Regions from separate parts of the Astyanax mexicanus genome. Here region 2 is linked to region 1. A link is a contact called in public Hi-C data. All regions are on one chromosome and are shown on one strand. The core of a region is the stretch at or near the end of the contact, and the rest is flanking DNA. Distances in the headings are between cores, read along the strand shown. Region 1 holds the start of ankrd11 (ankyrin repeat domain 11). Region 2 overlaps ankrd11 (ankyrin repeat domain 11).

Region 1 (2,700 bases), core at 182-2,681:
TGCATAGTGTTCCAGTGCAGTCACTCACTATAGCTATGCTTTTAAAAGCATATTTATGCAGTGGACATTCTAAAGCACAACTACTCATTAAGTAAGCGTTCTTAAAACAGTGTTGCGCACTAGATGAGAATTCTAGAGCTGAACCAGACACTAAGCAAGTAATGTTAACTAGAGCTTGATTACACGTGGTATCACAAGCACCCTAGCACACAGTTATAGTTGTTCACTATGTGGCACTACTTATGCATTGTATGTAATTTGTTGCTATGTATTAAATATGTGACTAGGGTTCCAGAGCACAGCTAGGCACAAGATGAATGATATTCTAGAGCAGACTTATTTACTACATAAGCATTTTAAAGGTGACTTGTGCATTAAATAAAAATCCTACAGAAGTTATCTAGGGCTAAGTATTTAGTTACTACATACAATTTTATGTTTACGCAATGAATAAACCTTCTAGAGCCCAAATAGGCACTATCCAAAAATACTGCAACGTGATTACACATTTAGTTATTAGATTATGCGTTTTTCGTGACATTTATTTGACCCTCTTATCCAGAGGGACTTAGTTACAACGTTATTTCTGTTCCAGTAGTGAGCCAAAACAGTATTAGGAGTCTTGCCCAAGGACTCTTAATGGTGTAGCGCAGCATTCAGTCACCCATAGCAGGAATTGAACCCCAGTCTCCCACATGATAGGGTAGCTCACTGGCACGTAGTGGTGTTATCCACTGCGCCACACCAACCAACACCAAACGTTCCTTTTCAAAACAACAAAACAGCATATATGAGCGCTCTGTGCGGTACTCCATATAATATTTTTATTTATTAAGCATAACTACCTACATTCATACGCTTAATCACATTAGCAACACTGCTAACGAAGCTAAAACGCCAGACTGTCTCAAAACAAACCAAGGAGAAGCCATTAGCTCCACGCAGCTCAGCTCAGCCGGTGCAGAACAGCCTTAAACGTGCTTACCTTCTCCCGAATGTGAGCTACATCTACACGGCTAGGCTCGGTATTCCCCCCCGATGCTCGACTTTCCCATTTGAGGCCTTCCCGATCAGCGCGCTAGAGTCCGCGGGCAGCCGGGGCAGGCGACACTCATCGCGGTCCAAACGCACTGCGAGCGACGGGGGCGCTGCAGAACGCGAGCAGGCTAAGCTAAACTATGCTAAGCTAACTCCAAGCTCCCCAACCGACGGTTATTTCTCTCCTCCGCGGCGAATCAAAGGGATTCGGGAATATCCAGCATTTTACCGCCTTCTCTTGCAGACCAGCTCTTTTCTGTCGTGGTTCGCGCGTCGATTTAATTAGAGCACGCGGTGAAATCTGAGTTTAATATAAAATAAATCCGTTGCAGGTTTTAATCCTCCGCGTCCGTCTTCTCTTCCCCAACCGACTTCCAGCGGCCTTTGACTCTAGCGCTGCTGACGAAGAGCGCACGCAGCCAGGCGAAAGCTCGGCTCTGATTGGCTGCCGGCTGTGGGCGGTCACTGTTGGGCTTTGTTCTCATTTGAGCATTCTAACTCGAACACTACTAAGTGCGCACTAGTGAGAACATTAGCGTTACATATCGTAAAGCTTTTTTTTACATAATTTATTTGACTCTATAATGTACTGAGTACAAATCATATAACACCTAATACATTGGCTTAACGCTTAAACACATATTATTAGTAAAAAAAATAAAATAGTAATAATATAAAAGGGAAAGAAATCAGTAGACACACACAAGAGGTAAATGTCATTGGAGTACCCTGAAAAATATTTGAATATTTGAAAACATTCATTGGAAACATGGTTGATTCTTATTAAATACGGTATCCCAAATAAAGTAAAATAAATACACTTATTGTATTTGTATTTGAATATTCTGTGGTAACTGTGATGAGAACCTGGCTCCTCTTTTCTTTTACTGTAATGTAGTCTCTGACTTTTGGAAGAAATTACATTTTTATTCTTCCTCCTATATGATTTTTTTTTTTTTACATCAAAGACACAGTTTTTTACTTTGAATAAAAAAAATAGCTAGTGTAAACCTGGGTGTTGGGTAGAATTATGCCTTTTTATTGTCCAAGGAACCATCCCAAAATGTATACTTGGGTGAGATTATTGCAATATTTCAGGGTATTTTTGTAATACAATATTATTGGCGATATGAAAAATAAAAGCCTTTAAAATATTTAATTTGAAGAATATAGTACAAATAATTGCAGGATATTAAGTGTTGGCACATAAACGTTTATATGGAAAAACGGTAATACAAAACGGTAAATACTACATAGTACATTACAGAATGAACACAAAATGCTTTCAAGACAGAATGCAGCTATTATCACAATATATATATTTTTTAATCGATTTGGCTCAGCTCCGGTGTAGTGAAGAATATGCATTATTTCAACTGTGGTGCACACACTTTTGCACGTGATCATATGTTTTATACTTATTATAATTTGTAAAATATTTACAGCTAGGTGCCTTTAATGTTTACGTCACACCAAATGTAATATCAAAGCAATGGCGCCACCTGCTGTTCAGATAAATATCAGATACTAGCAGAGAGGACATTACAGCACAGTATCAGTATTTATTTATATACTGTGTTTTATACAATGGGGTAATAACAGTATTTAACACTGCATAATATATGCAAATACGTTATAGGAATAGGAAAATATATGGACTTT
Region 2 (2,792 bases), core at 34-2,533, 82 kb before region 1:
GATATTGCAATTATTGTGACGGGCCTAGGTGAAGTGGACTTGGAGTATAGTAAAACTAGAAAATAAGTATAAAAATTTGTGGAATAGCACACCTCCGCTCCCAGCACTCTAAAATCTAATCAGTTTAAAGGCCTATGCCAATACCCAACAGGCTTCCAATGCTAGTGATAGGGGCATTTCTTGGAAATATATTAATTTTTCCTATCTGTTTCCAATCCTACCTTTAAGCACAGATGATACCCTTGATACACTTATTGTCAATACAATATAAAATGTTTTATAAGAAAAATGATCCATTTATTGCCTAGGTCTAACTGGATACGCATCACAACACATGGGTTATAAATCAATATATCATGATACATCACCTTTCTAAGAGTATTCCAATACAGATTTTATAAAAGATTTTATAAATGATCAACACTGCAATTGAGTAGAGGAGGGGGTAAAACATTAAATAAAACAGCTGTCTGAAATTAATCATCATATTAAATAAGTCTACAGTATTGCAAAACATATTTTACTATCTATAAAACACTGTCTACAAACTAGATGATGTTCAGCATGACCAACATTAGCATTTTCATCATGTTCAATTTCCAGTAACCCTTCAGTCTAAACCCCTCAGCGGACTGCAGCAATCAGGCCTTGGAGATCAGCCTGGAGAGCAAAGAGCATCATGCCTCCTTATGCTGATGAGACCATGAGACAATCCATAACTCATAATTTCAGGCACGTCCGCTCTGCATAAAATTCAGCCCGGGAACGCCTCGACGGATCATGAGTGTATCCCAAAAAAGGAGCATCTTTAAAGCATCAAACCTGGCAGCATTATGATGGAGGATAATGTGCTCTAATCAGCAGCTCGGCTCATTATGAATGGATCACGCATGCAGAGCTACACCAGCTGCATTATGAAGAGGCTACGGCCCCAGCGGAGCTCAGCGACGGGCGGATGGAGGGATGAAGGTGAACGGGGTACATGAGCATGATGGGCATTTCTCTCTCTCTCTCTCTCTCTCTCTCTCTCTTTCTTTCTGTCTATCCATCATCCTCTCTCTCTCTCGTTCTCTCACTATGCAGCATGTACAAGCCCCTGAGTGGAAATATTCATGATGCAAGCTCATGCCTTTTAATGGACAGGGCCTTTCAGCCTCATCAGCACTGTGGCTGAGCGCTAGAGCAGAGGCAGAGCAGGCAGAGGAGGCAGAGCAGGCAGAGGCTCTGGCACAGGAAGAAAGCCCAGATTACACTGCCTTTTCACTGGAGCTGAAATGGTGCTCTTAAGAGCAGTGCAGGAGGAGAAGGGGGGGAGAGAACAGGATGGTGGAGGGGCAGTGAATGGGAACAGAATGAGAGCGTACGAGGGAAAAAAAAAAAAAAAAAGGAAGCGGTAAAGGAATCTAGAAGCAGCGTACATGAAGTTCTACAGCTAAACAAACAAAAGGATGAAAGAAAGAGGCTGGCAGAAAAGAAGAAAAGAAAAGTGAGGACACCAGAGGCTCTACAGCTCTAAAACTCTACAACCATACAGCCAAAGAAAAAGGGTGCAGCAATATGCAGAAATAACCTCAGTAAATCTCACTATACTATCAATACTGCTACAATTGTGTTGGCATGCAACAGTGTGGTTTTATCTTATTTACATTATAGTATATATTTTTTGTTTTTTAATCTACCGTATTTTTCGGGCTATAAGGCGCACTTAAAATACTTATTTTTTCCCAAAAATCGTCATTGCGCCGTATAATGCAGTGCGCCTTGTGTATGGATTTTGCTTGTGTTTACTGACCTCGATTTTTATGTGGTACACGGCGCTCTGTTGTGCAGAATTCCTCACCCACGCCAGAATAAGATCCCCCTCTTGGGCTAGCGCGCGGTTACCTTTGACTGCCGTACTGCCTCTCGGCTGTGGTTCAGGGTAGCTAGTTTCCACTGTAGCTCCGTGGCCAGAACAAGGTGCCGGTAAACTTTCCTTTCCACCCGTTCTGGGGTAATAGCACAAACTGTTTCTTTTTAGCGCCCACTTCTAAGTAAAGTTAACCTCTTAACACGCGCTGGCCCACCGGCGGGCCAGAAATATTTAATATTTCATAACTGGCTGTGTTTCTGAATAGTTATGAACAGTTACAGGTTCAATATAGACATCCAATATACCATTTTAAAGCTTAGAATCTCTGCTTTTGAGCTATTTAGCCTATTTAGCGGAATATCCTTTCAGAAAATAAACATTTAGGGCGAAATATGCCTTGGTTATGATTTTAATAATTCATAACTCTCATATTTGCGTTTATCGTTCGTCCATATTTCATCGAATGCGGTCATGTCATACACCATTCGAACCGTCTGGCTCTCCGGATTCCAGAACTGTGCTTTTACTGTAGGATGTATGTTTCATGAATTAGAGCTGCGTCAGAGCGCATGTTTCCAGTAATAAAAGGCTCTCCTTTTGTCCTGGGGTAACCTCCGGTCACTGCCGCCACCCCCCGAACACACACCCGCGCTCAGCCACAGGTCCTACCTTTAAAACGCGTCCAGACTAAAGAGAATCCATCAATCCAGTCTCCTGTAATCCACAGTTATATCCAAACAGCGCTGGAAATCACTTCATCCAGAAATGAAACTTATCCAATCTTTATCTCTGTTTTAAAACCGTTTTATTCACCGAATTCGGCACAACACGCTATTATAGTCAGAAGCCTCGCGGAGTAATGCGGTACTTGCTGTGCTTCAACATATTATGGTCTGTCGGAGCGTTGCGGCTACCGTTGTCAGGAGCCTCGCGGAGTAAT

What was found. Hi-C and Micro-C count contacts between places; a contact is called where the count stands out from the background.
Region 2: a contact with region 1 is called in a Hi-C map of muscle, with 2.7 times the contacts expected there. The contact joins the enhancer-like site here to the promoter of ankrd11 in region 1. A contact is called at or near these places in 2 of 3 Hi-C or Micro-C datasets (blood and muscle).

What each region holds. Positions count from the first base shown.
Region 1 is chr23:29,500,744-29,503,443 of AstMex3_surface, reverse strand. ankrd11 (ankyrin repeat domain 11) reads right to left here and starts at 1,431. Exons shown (of 13, transcript XM_007230069.4): 1 at 986-1,431.
Region 2 is chr23:29,582,947-29,585,738 of AstMex3_surface, reverse strand. The region is part of intron 2 of ankrd11 (ankyrin repeat domain 11); the gene reads right to left. Among protein-coding and RNA genes, the nearest start is that of ankrd11, 82 kb to the right of the region's middle. Within about 2 kb of position 1,283, the one cell type or tissue checked has an H3K27ac peak away from gene starts, as active enhancers do.